2 separate regions of the Macaca mulatta genome follow, and region 1 is linked to region 2. Evidence: chromatin contacts called from public Hi-C data. All regions are on one chromosome and are shown on one strand. Each heading gives the region's core, a stretch centred on a gene start, on an enhancer-like site or on the middle of the called end of the contact. The rest is flanking DNA. Distances are from core to core; before and after follow the strand shown.

Region 1 (6,248 bases), core at 1,413-3,912, 56 kb after region 2:
GAGCCGAGATCGCGCCACTGCATGCCAGCCTGGGTGACAAAGCTAGACTCCACCTCAAAAAATTAAATAAAATGAACATTGTATTTCAGACAGGAAAAAGCCAGTAACACAGAAGAACTCACACCCTTGGGATCCCAAGAAAAGATCCATGGGAAGGATGTAATGAACGGTGTTAATGACTTCTGGTGCAGTGCTTCTCAAAGTGTGATGTACATATAAATGAACTGGGGGTCATCTTAAAATGCAGATTTTGGCTACACAGGTCTTGGGTAGGACCTGAGACCCGGCATTTCTCAGATGACCCCAGGTGATGCCCATGCTGCATAACCCACAGACCGCATGTTGAGTAACAAGGTTCTGCTGTGGTTCCCTAACTTTTCTGAGAACAGAATTATCTGGAAAACTTCTGTATTGGTCCATACAGCTATACATACTGCTCTGAAGAATACTGCTGTAAAGAATGCCCAAGACTGGGTAATTTAAAGGAAAGTTGTTTAACTGACTCACAGTTCAGCGTGGCTGAGGAGGCCTCAGGAAACTTACAATCATGGCAGAAGGCAAAGGGGGAAGCAAGGCACTTTCTTCATAAGGAGGCCGGAAGAAGTGCTGAGCGAAGAGGCAAGAGCCCCTTATAAAACCATCACATCTCGTGAGAACTCACTATCACGAGAACAGCATGGGGGAAGCTGCCTCCATAATTCAATTACCTCCACCTGGTCTCTCCCTTGAACGGTGGGGATTATGGGAATTACAATTCAAGATGAGATTTGGGTGGGGACATAAAGCCTAACCATATGAACTTCTTAAAGATTAGTGGTCCCCTAGCCCTACAGATTCTAAATTCAGTAGGCGTGGGGTAGGACCTGACAACGTGCATTTTTTTTTTTATTATACTTTAAGTTCTAGGGTACATGTGCACAACGTGCAGGTTAGTTACATATGTATACATGTGCCATGTTGGTGTGCTGCACCCATTAACTCGTCATTTACATTAGGTATATCTCCTAATGCTATCCCTCTCCCCTCCCCCCACCTCACAATAGCCCCTGGTGTGTGACGTTCCCCTTCCTGTGTCCAAGTGTTCTCATTGTTCAATTCCCACCATGAGTGAGAAAATGCAGTGTTTGGTTTTCTGTTCTTGCGATAGTTTGCTAAGAATGATGGTTTCCGATAACGTGCATTTAACCTCCCAAGTGATGGTGACAGTGACGCTGCAGATCCCCAGACCACACTTTTGAGATGCACAGCACAAGTATTGCTGGCCCTGGCAGAGACAACCAGGGAGACCATTTAGGCTTCTAAACCTACTGCACACCAGAAGTCTTCCTCTACACCACCACTGCAGTCACAGTCCATTACTGGAGCCCATTCCTTTTACATTTCCTCTCTGGCTCCTGGCTCATATGGCCAGAAGTGTGAGCGAGGACCTACACTCATTACCCATCACCTCCATCGTTACTTTATCAGAACCAAAGACTAATTCTTAATTGGCTTATTCTCCCCAAGACTTACTCTCAGCAGTAGGTCCTACTTAGGAAAAGTCTCAAAGCTTTATCTTGCTTAGGAATGTCCTTTCATAGTATTAAAACAAGCAGCTGCTGCTGAATTCTACTTTCTTTTTAAGCGATGATGTTTCACAATGGTCACATTTCCCCCAGAGTGAAGAGAAAAAAAAAAAAAACCTATACAGTAAGAGGGAAATCCTATTTAAGGGGGACTCAATTCACCTACGTATTGATGAAGCAGACAAATGTACATAAAGTCATCTTAACATGACAGATAATAAACATACAGTCCTTGCCCTCAAGCCAGGCGACAGAAAAGCTACCAACCACCAGGTTGAAACAAGACAAATGTCATCTGAAAAAACAGCTGCATTTGTTTCTATCGAAGTCTTCCAGCAGATACCTTAATATCTTCGCACAGAATGTGTGCTCTTTACTAACAACCGACACACAAAGGAGGACGATCTCCAGCAGAGGTGACTAGGAAAGGCTTCCTGGATGGAGTAATTTAGTTTGGAGTCAGACCAATGAGCGCCTTTTCAAGGGTGGAGGTCCCAGATGGCCATTCCTTTAACAAAAATCAATTAACATGTAAAGTATATGCTGACAAATAAAACGTTTGATGGGCCCAGTGCAGTGGCTCAAGCCTGTAATCCCAACATTTTGAGAGGCTGAGGCAGGCCTGCCTCAACTCAGGAGTTTTAGACCAGACTGGGCAACACAATGAGACCCCATCTCTTCAAAAATTAAAATGAATCTCAGCTACTCAGGAGGCTGAGGAAGCAGGGTCACTTGGGTGCACGGGACTAAGGTTGCAGTGAGCTATGATCACACCACTGCACTCCAGCCTGGACGACAAAGCAAGACCCTCGTCTCTACGAAAAATTTAAAAATTAGCCGGGCATAGCAGTGCGAGCCTCTGGTCCCAGCTACTCGGGAGGCTGAGGCGGGAGGATTGCTTGAGCCCAGGAGGTCGAGGTTGCAGTGAGCCGTGATAGCACCATTGCACTCCAGCCTGGGCGACAGAGAGCCTCATCTCTAAAAAATAATTTCAAAAAAGGTTCCATTTAGTGTTTTTCGTGGTGTGACTAACAAAGGTATCTAGAAATATAGCACAGTCACTACCTGCTCTCAAAAAGCGGCTGCCAATCTAGTTTGGAGACAGAAAAATATACCCAAGTGAGAACACAGAGGAGTCTATTTTGTGAAAAGGGGCGTCTTTGGAGACGAAAATCCCTCTCTGCGGGACGCTGACGGGCAGTCGTTAAAGGACTTCAGCGGCAATCGGGCACTGGGGCTTTGCCAAGGCTTGGAGGCGGCGCGCCAGGCCGGGCAACGCGGGAAGCGGGGCAGGCCCGAGTGGCCCTACTGCTGGCGTCCCTACCGATCCCTGCGCATCCGCCACACAGCAGGGGACGGCAGGAAGGAGGAAGGATGGGAAGTCCCGTAAATCAGGCCCTCAGGGGCTCCCAGGCCCGCACCATTCCCAAACCCCGGGGGCCACCGCAGAGCCGCTGCTCCGGGCCGTGTGGCTCGAGGCGACCCTTCCTCGGAGTCGCCGGGCCCTCCTCTCCCGAGCCGAATCTCTAGCTCTGGCCTGAGGTGACCGGCGCCGCCGAGAGCAAACACAAGATTCGCACCCCGCTCCCCACGACAGCGGCTCCGCGGCGCCGCTCAGAGTCTCCGGAACAGACCAGACTCAAGGCAGGCCAGGCAAGCGGAAGTGTGCCGCTTCCTTCCGGCCAGCGCCGCACGAGACGGGGCGGGGATCCGCGGAAGGAGGCGGAGACTCCTGTTGACGAACAGCTCCTGGGGCCTATGGGCGCGGCCGCAGCCGCCAGGCCTCTCCGGCGCGCCCCCTCCCCGGGGCTGTCGACGCCCCCCAGCCCCTCATTTCCACAAAGCTCCGCGGCGGCTCTGCCCTCCTTGTCCCCGCGGCGCGCTGCGGCCCGTGGCGCTGCCCCGCTCCCGCCTAGCCCAGTCGGCCTCCTTCCCCTCCCGGAGCCGCGCGTGAGGACCGCTGAGACCGCAGGTCTGTGGCGGCGCGCGGGGACGCGCGGGGGAGGGTCCCCCGAGAGGGCGGGCGGCCGCCGGCGGAACACACGGCTACAGCTTTGAGCCCCTCAGGCCGCCCCGCCCCGCCGCGTGGCGCATTCGGGGGGCGCGGCCGCGGCGTCGGGGCGTCGGGAGGGGCGGAGCGCGGAAGTGTCAGCCGGGACGCGGGCCGGGCTGGACTCGGGAGGGACCAAGTTTGCGGAGCGGCTTCTGCGCGACGGCAGTGCGGCGAGGCAGGGCCTGGGCTGCGACCCCCAGGGCCGCTCGCCCGAACTTCCCGGCTGCCCCTGTCCTGGGAGACCTACCTGATGGGGACGCCAGGTGTGCAGGGGCGTGGCGCGTAGGTAAGCGGACCCGGTGCCTGCCTCACCCAGGGGATGCTCACTAGAGCGCTAGGCTTTTTAATTTTTTTTTTTTTAGAGACGGGGGTCTCGCTCTCTGGCCCAGGCTGGAGTGCAGTGGCGCGATCACGGCTCACTGCAACATCGAATTCCTGGGCTCAAGCGATTCTCCCACCTCAGCCTCTGGAATAGCTGGGACCACAAGCGTGCACCACCGCACCCGCCTAATTATTTTATTTTATTTTATTTTATTTTATTTTATTTTTATTTTTATTTTATTTATTGTATAGATAGGGTCTCGCCCTGTTGCCCAGGCTGGTCTCAAACTCTTGGTCAGAAGTGATCCTCCTGCCTCAACCTCCCAAAGCGCTGGAATTAACATGAGCCGCCTTGCTCGGCCAGCACTAGTCGTCCTTATTAATAAAGAATCGAGTCTGGTCCCTTTTCAGTCGCTTACAATGGCATTCCTTTTGATCTGATGGAGGAACTTTTTGTTTCATAGTTCATGGGACTATTGCAGTGCCTGACACATAATTGGTACTTAAATATGTGTTGGTTTTCTGCCTTACCATATTAGAATATATGAATTGTTTTAAAAAGTCCTTTCCCACTTAGGGAGGACTCTAGGATGAGGTCACATGGGGGATAAGCCCATCTGTGGCTGTAGGACTTTGTTAAACACGCTCTCTGTTCCAGGTTCTCCATTTCCAGTGCTTGAAAGCGCAGTACTTAAATCTGGCTTCCTGCTTTTTTATTTTTTATTTTTGGTATGAATGAATACATGAATTGTATAATGTTAGTTGGTTTGTTCTGTAGAGCAAGTTCCCCTTAGGAATTAATAAACTGTGGAAACAATCATGTCAGGCTACTAGTCACATTTGAGAAATAATTAGTAAGAGGCTGTTCATTATTCAGAGGAGTGAAGCAAGATGTTCTGGAGGACTAGAACCTGCTTACTCACTGCCACCACTCCCCCGCCTCCCACTTACTGCTGCCAAACCAGGCTCCTGCTCCCCGCAGTTACTCCCACCGACGCTCCCTGGGATAGCAGCTGCCCTGATTGGCACACCCCCGCAGTCATCACCACTGAGGCATATTCCTGAAGCTGCCAGTGTGAATTGTTTTATAGAACACTGGTGTTAAAATTCAGGTACCTGAGACAAAACAATATTTTAGTTCTTCAAAATCCGGTTGTCAACACATTTACTATGGAGTATCTCCCACGTGGCCACTTCTGTGGGAGGTACTGAAGACCTACTACCGCCTATGGAAGTAGAAAATAATACACAACTGTGTAATTACGTGACGCATTGCATGGTAACTGCTATGGCTCAGGGAGGGAGAAGATCAGCCAGAACTGGAATGTGCCAAGATGTTCTGGAAGAACAGCGTCTTGTGTGTGTTGCTCACCTGGTTTCGTGACTCCTGGCAGGGCCTGCTGTAGAGCACATGCTTCATGAATAAATATGATTGAGTCAAATAAATATTTATGTTTTGAGTGTAGCTTTGAAGGCCAGCAACGATTTAGATGGCAAGATCAAGGGCAGGCTGGGCAGAACGGCTCATGCATGTAATCCTAGCACTTTGGGAGGCCAAGGCGGGGAGGATCGCATGAGGCCAGGAGTTCACTACCAGCCTGGGCAAGATAGGAAGACCCCATCTTTACAAAAAATAATTAGCCTGGTGTGGTAGCACATTCCTGTAGCCCAGATACTCGGGAGGCTGAGATGGGAGGATCACCTGAGCCTGGGGAAGTAGAGGCTCCAGTGAGCCATGATGATGCCACTGCACTCCAGCCTTGGTGACAGTGAGACCCTGTCTTAGGGGGAAGAAAAAAAAAGATGGGAGGGCATGCGAATCGAGGGAAAATGGCATTAGTAAAGGCATTTCAGCATGGATGAGCACGGGGTGTGTTGGGGAGAAGGTACTGACGTTGATGGCCTGTTTATTTCTGTGTAGGAGTGATTGGGAGAACAATGCATGAAAGTCTGACATCATGATGTCCATTCGGCAAAGAAGAGAAATAAGAGCCACAGAAGTTTCTGAAGACTTTCCAGCCCAAGAAGAAAATGTGAAGTTGGAAAATAAATTGCCATCTGGTAGGTGATTTAAACTAAAGCAGCGATTTGGATTGCTTTTATTTCTGCATATTAAAATGTCACTCTCCAATAGGATAAAAATTTGTTGGGACCTGACAATTAAAACTTGTTCTAGTACCCTGATGTTCTAATTGCAATTTGATTGGATTGATTTTACAGTTATGATTTGACAAAAGATGAAAGAACGTTGATTAGAAGCATTTGTCAGCTGTCTGTTCATTAACTTATGGTTCTTCCAATCTCATCCA
Region 2 (6,965 bases), core at 1,663-4,162:
TGGACATAAAGAAGGGAAAAATGAACACTGGGGACCCCAAAATGGGAGAGGCATGGACGGGGGAAAGCTTTGAAAAACTACCTGTAGGGTACCATGTTCACTATTCGGGTGAGGGAATCAATGGAAGCCCATATCTCAGTATCACGTAATATACCATGTAACAAATCTGCACATGGACCTCCCAAATCTAAAATTGAAGAAAAGGAAAAAAAAAAAAAAAAAAGGCCAGGCCAGGTGTGGTGGCTCACGCCTGTAATCCCAGCACTTTGGGAGGCCAAGGTGGGTAGATCATCTGAGGTTGGGAGTTTGAGATCAGCCTGGCTGACATGGTGAAACCTCGTCTACTAAAAATACAAAATTATCTGGGAGTGGTGGCATGCACCTATAATCCCAGCTACTCAGGAGGCTGAGGCAGGAGAATCGCTTGAACCCAGCACGGGGAGGTTGCAGTGAGATGGAATCGCACCACTGCACTCCAGCCTGGGCCACAGAGTGAGACTCCGTCTCAAAAAACAACAACAAAAAATCAGCTCCAAAATCATCAGAGACTTGCTCACCCTACATATCCACCACCATGGGTCAGCTGGGGACTTAGTTCATCGTTGTCCCTCTAAGATGCTGGCTGACGGGGTGGCCGCCACCTGAAACATTGCCAGTCATCAAGGCCAAAGGGAAATGTATTCTGGAGGGAACTGCACTGGCAATTAAATGCTCCAGCATGAAGGGAATGCCCTCACTCCCACACACCATCCATTCACCAACACCAGTACTGGCCACACCCCCAAGCCACAGGGCCAAGAAGTTCTATCTAACCTTATGCCAGAAGAGGGACAATGGGAACTAGCTGGTGAATACCAGTAATGACCACCACAGGAACTTCAGACAAAGATACACTTTAGTTCGCTTGTTGTAGAAGTTCTTTATTTCCCTGGATTATATTATACTGTTTCCGCACTCTCCCTTGATCAAATAATTCTGTCATTTCGTCTACCTACTTTCAGATTCATGGACATTACACTTAAGACATGAGTAATGAAAAGGCTCTCTTCAGATAATGATAAGCTAAGATGGTTTGTGCCAATAGCCCTAGGGAAGGAATTGTTCATCTTACTTGTTTGTTCTCCCTTTCAACACTTCGTATTTCTGGTTTTCCTTGACTGTTTTTTCCTTCCACCCTTCTATGCTAGTCTCCTGCTCAATCTCTTACCTTTTATTGAAAAAAAATTACTCGACATTTTATTTTTATTTCTTCATAGCTCTTTGGTCTAATTGGCAAAGGATTCTGTGGAACGGCAGAATTCTAACTTTGCGGACGGGTGCGGTGGCTCACGCCCATAACCCCAGTACTTTGGGAGGCTGAGGCAGGTGGATCCTGAGGTCAAGAGATCAAGACCATCCTGGCCAATATGGCGAAACCCCATCTCTACTAAAAATACAAAAAAATGGCCGGGGGCGGTGGCTCACGCCTGTAATCCCAACACTTTGGGAGGCCGAGGCGGGCGGATCACGAGGTCAGGAGATCGAGACCATCCTGGCTAACATGGTGAAACCCCATCTCTACTAAAAATACAAAAAGTTAGCCGGGCGTGGTGGCGGGCGCCTGTAGTCCCAGCTACTCGGGAGGCTGAGGCAGGAGAATGGCGGGAACCCGGGAGGCAGAGCTTGTGATGAGCCGAGATCACACCACTGCACTCCAGCCTGGGTGACAGAGACTCCGTCTCAAAAAAAAAAAAAAAAAGAAAGAAAAAAATTAGATGGGCCTGGTGGGGCACGCCCTGTAGTGCCAGCTACTGGGGAGGCTGAGGCAGGACAATCACTTGAACCTGGGAGGCGGAGGCTGCAGTGAGCCGAGATTGCGCCACTGCACTCCAGCCTGGGGAGAGAGTGAGACTCTGTTTCAAAAAAATAAAAATAAAAATTCTAACTTTGCTGGTTTCCTAACCCCCAAATTCAGATGAATTTGTATTCCGAAATACAGTAACAGGAATTATCAGCCTTTCTGATTCTAAATTTTGTTGGCTCTTCCTCCCAGGACCGTGGACAGCCCAGCCAGCTGTAAAGGCTTCTAAAAGATCTGGAATAGATCCCCAAGAGGTATCTCACCAAACGAGTCCATTCCATTACAATGGCCAGAATCTTCAGTTTTACTTCCTTGCTCATGTCCACCGCTCACCCGGAGTCCAGAACCAAGCACCACGCTGAGTAGTTCCTAATACGGCAAAACTATCCAGCATTTTTGGTGAAATTGGTTGGAAAGCTTCACTCAGTCCGTTTTTCACTGTTAGCAGGGGAACCACCCTAGTATCTTTCATAAAACAGATCCGAATGACAAACACCATCGTGCCCTCGGAGGGCTGAGGTTGTGTTACTGGCTCTGGTCCTACAAACCCTGAAAATTCTGAATCTCTCAAGCAAAGAGATTTCCCCCCCAGCCCTTGTCCTTAACAGGCACCCCTTAAAGCCAAGCTGCGAATCTGGCTAGGACCTCTATATTTTAGCCAAGAACACCTCAAAATGTACAGTCCTACCAAAAGAACTAATACAAATCTAGAAGCACAAGTCTAAAGAAAAAAAAAAAAACAATGCTCATTGTTGAAAACCAATTGCGGGGTGAGTGGGGTGATAAGGCTAGCCCAGAGCGGATTTAGGCGACATGGGGAGATGCCAAAGTGAATACAAGGTGACTTCTAAACCTAGACGTCTGGAAGGGGCCGTAAGAGCCAGACAACTGGGCCTGAACCCCGCCTGAGAGCCGGGATTTGCAAGGGCCTAAGCCGCCTAGGAAGCCTCCCTCTCGCAGGTCCAGCCTCAGCGGCCCGGGATGCCCGGGGGCGGGGCCTGAGCCTCGCCCCGCCCCCGCTGCCCGCCATTCGGGTCACCTGACCCACTGGCGGCTCACGTGATCCATCCCCAGCGCCGCCATTTTGGAGCTCCGGATGAGGAGGGGGAAAGCGGGGGAAAAGAGGGAAAAGAGCCGGGAGAGAGGTGGGCAAGGACGAGGGCGAGGGCACGGCCGGGTCCTGGCTGGCCAAACGAGGCTCGCGGAAGCAGCAGCCGCCGCCTGACCGCAGGTACCGCGCCCCGGGGCCGCCCCTCCGCCCGCTGTTAGCGCCGCCGCCGGCCATGTGCATCCTCCCCTCAGGCCTCTGCCGGCGCTCGCTTCCTCCTCAGCCGGCCGAGCCCCTCCCGGTGCTAGCCACAAGCCCCAAGTTCCGTGTCCCGGTTCTGTCTTCTGTGCAGCAAGGCCTGCGGAGACTCCGGGCTTGCCCTGCAGCTGGGGGTGGGGGGAACCCGCTGCTCCCCGCATACTGTCACCAGCCCTGCCCGCTTGCAGGCCCGCCCGCAGGCGTTGCTTCCTTCTGCGGACGTGAGATCGTTTAGGCCAGCCGGGATGGACCCAGCAGCGATGTTCTCACAGCATCTTTTGATTAATTTTCTAAGCCCCCTCATTCCCCACCCATCACCTCAGTCCTTTAGCCAGTGCGTGGTGTAGAAAAAGCTAGTACGGAAACGCAGTCCTGGTCTTCTGCATTTATTACCGTCCTCTGGAGATAGAATGATATCTCCAGAGATCACGGAGACCATCAGGGAAAGTTCCCACCTCTTAAGACCTGGGGCATCGGAATGAATGGTTTGTGTAGAAGGCCGGGATGATTAATAAGGTGGAGGCCACTTTCCCAACCCCAAGGCGGTCTTTTTAAGTTTCTGCAGTGGGCTGTAATTTGCTATCAGTCTGCATCGCTCTTCTCAGGCAATTACTGGATTTATCACCTCTTCGAGTTTGCACTTCCTCCAGTACTCTGCTCTCACTCAGAGTATGGCTTGCGTTATTGATTAAAAGAAAGCCTGGCCCTTCATTCCTTTACCTCACTAACTCGTTGAAAATTAACTTCAGGGGAGCCCTAAAGATGTTTTTTCTGCCCTGGCAGTGAGCTATTTTACTTAACTGTAATCGATAAGGTAGTTGCATTGTAGGTGAAACGAATAAGCATTTTTTTATCTTTTAGATTTATTCTAGCCAGTATAAGAAACAGTGGCAAAGAAATGTAGGACCAGAGTAGGAAACTGCATTAGAAGATATATAGGTCACACCACTGTGTCATATCTTTTTACGCTGTTTTTCTGCCTATTGTGCTTGCAAAATTTGCAGAATCACTCGTTAGATTGTGTTTTTAGTTTAGATTAAAATAGCAATGTGCAATTTATTGTTCCATTCTCATTAGAAAATGGTGTCAGTAAAAGCAATCGTGTAGAGTCCAGTACGTAAATTCTGAGGTAAAACAAAATACACAATTATTGGGAGAAGTTTCTAGAGCTATTTTTTCCTAACTTTTGCAAAACCCTCAAGTCGGCTTGTTAGATAAATTATTTAAATTTGCATTACGTAATGGGGTTGCATGAACATTCCTCTGAATTTCTTTTTACATGGAATATTGAGACATTTTTCACTGCCAAAAAAAATCGTTACTTTGTTTCACCAAGAAAGAGAAATGTTTTGATACTATATACTTTCGTTCTTGGCCACAGCTGGATTTTGAAGATTGATCCAAGGGACTGTGTTAATTTCAGGAATTGATTTGAAAGACACTGGCTCTGCCACTTAACAGCCATGTAACCTTGGGTAAGTCACTTAAACCACACTGAGTGTTTCCTTATTTATAAGATTGTATAACCCACCTAGCCTGTCCCAAAGAGTTATGAGGATCAGATACCACTAACATGTTTGATAGAGCCTAGCTGTAAGGAGCTGTTACTCTTTTCAGTATTGGTATTTTGTACATGTTTAGTCTCATTGAGAATTAAGAGGAAAATTGGTGTATTAGAGAAAGCATGGCTTTAGAATGAGATTGGCCTGGATTCCTGTTCTTAAACCAGTTACCACTTTGTGTCTGTGAGTCTCAGGTTCCTCATCTGCAAAAAAAAAAAACACAAAATTTGAATATTACACAGAATCTACAGAGGCATTACTCCCTAGACTTGCACCTCATGGGCGAGGATTTCCTCAGTCATTTTTGTAGTCTCCAGCACTCTGGTTGGCACATTATAGGTGCTCAATAAATGATAGTAAATCTGAATATTGGTTAATGTTAGTTAGACCTTATGTCTTCATTGCAGCTGCCAAATTAGAATATTCTCTCAGGCTATGTGCCAACTAAGAAACTCTAGACTATGAAACTCCGTATACTTGTGATATTTATACTCATTTTTTTCTTAGTGGTAATTAATAATTACCTTGGACTCAGAAGATTTTAAATCAGATAAATTATAGCCAATATAGTGAGTTAAATCTATAAATAATGTGTAAGCAGTTTCCAGGTAACTTTATAGACAGTTTATAATTCAGGGACCTGAAAGTTCATCTAGCTTCACCCTCTTGTTTTACATCTGAGCAATCTAAAACTCACAGAGACAGTGACTTGCCTAAGGTCACACAGCTAATTGAGGGCACTTTAGGGGAGGGACCCTTGAGCTTATGTCCCCTGCCTTCTTTTGGCTGGAGCAAAATAAATGTGTCATATTTTAGAATTACAATAATCTGGAAGAATGGGGAATTTATTGGCCATTACTTCTATAGCACAATTTTTTTTTTTTTTTTCATTTTGGAAAAAAATTCTTGTTCTGAAAGAGAAGGTTCTTTTGTATTGTATTGTACTGTTCTTCATATATACACAGAAAATTATAGCCTTTTCTCCAGGCCCAGATAGATTGTTCACCTTGATTTTACTCATGATAACCATACTACTGTAACTATAAGGAACTAATTAGATACACAAATCACCAAATAGCAAATTATAAGGAAATGAAGACAACTGAAATAATTTGGCTCCTAACTTTTTGTGAGAAAGATATTAATTAGAAGCGTTTGCCTGTGGAATACTGTTGTCAAGGAAAGATTTGAGAGAGTTGGTGGAAAGGGTTATAGAACTTTTCTGGTTTGGGATAAAACTTTTATTACTTACTTATTTGTAACAATTTAATATATTTAATGTTGTTATGTCTAAACATTCCAAACAAGAAATCTCCTGTTTTGCTAATGCCTGTCGTCGTCTTTCCTCCTAGTGAACTTTCATATTCAGCCGTATCGATCTTTTCACTCACCCCCAGATAGCATGCTTATTCTCACTTCTAAAAATACAGTCACGTCATGGCTGCTTTTCTGGTCACTGCTACCCTTGTGTCAACTTGTATCAGCAGTATTCCAAGGAAGCAAATGGCACGTTGAAATGAGGATAATTCAAGGAAGGTATATTTACAAAGATATTAGTAATAAAGGTGTTGGACTTCAATAAGCAAACCACAGCATAATGCAGTTATCTGGAGCTAGCAGCATTAGGAGAGGGAGAGGTATCAGAATCCGAAGAAGGGTCTTGGAGAGCAGCCTACCTGGAAAGAAATAGCCTTCTATTGAGGAACATGGCCAATCCAAGGTGACTTAGAGATAGAGAACCAGGACAATGAATATTCTGATCTCACTCTGCTACCTCCCTCTGATCTGTCATGGTTCTTCATTGGCTGACCTCAACCAGAAAGCAGAGGGCAGGGGAGCCTAGTGATGTAATCCCTCTGACACAGAGCAGAATGGAAAGGAGGATACAGTGAGCCTGGAGGGCAAACGGATGATGTCTGGCATGCTACCCATCCTTTGGGAACCAGTGGACATTTTAACCTCTCCACGAAGCTTTTGCTTACCTTGCTAGCCCAAAGGAGCTCTTCAGTCTCTTTTGGGATTTAGTCATTGACTGTTGCCTTTTATTTTACCTTGTGTACTATTGCATTGTTTAAACGCCGTTACTTTTTAACTTCCAAATGTTTGCCTTATCCATTCAACTCAGTTTTAAACTACAAGTATTAAGAATATAAAATTTTTCCTGATACTTTGCCTTGCGCCTTGCATGTAACAATTTGCTTGTTACATGCACACACATATTTGTATTTCTGCATTAGTGGTCTAAGTAAAATTTCTG

Evidence for each region. A called contact is a pair of places that touch in the nucleus more often than the background predicts.
Region 1: a Hi-C map of liver shows a contact between it and region 2, with 2.6 times the contacts expected there. The contact joins the promoter of DPY19L3 here to the promoter of ZNF507 in region 2. A contact is called at or near these places in 4 of 14 Hi-C or Micro-C datasets (CD4 T cells, blood, cortical neurons and 1 more).

Annotation. Positions count from the first base shown.
Region 1 is chr19:43,687,553-43,693,800 of T2T-MMU8v2.0, forward strand. It overlaps DPY19L3 (dpy-19 like C-mannosyltransferase 3), which reads left to right and starts at 2,663. Exons shown (of 19, transcript XM_077982051.1): 1 at 2,663-3,209; 2 at 5,861-6,000. The coding sequence starts at 5,898. It overlaps LOC144337368 (a long non-coding RNA gene), which reads right to left and starts at 3,167. Exons shown (of 3, transcript XR_013410410.1): 1 at 2,631-3,167.
Region 2 is chr19:43,631,007-43,637,971 of T2T-MMU8v2.0, forward strand. ZNF507 (zinc finger protein 507) reads left to right here and starts at 2,913. Exons shown (of 7, transcript NM_001260941.1): 1 at 2,913-3,071; 2 at 4,528-4,621.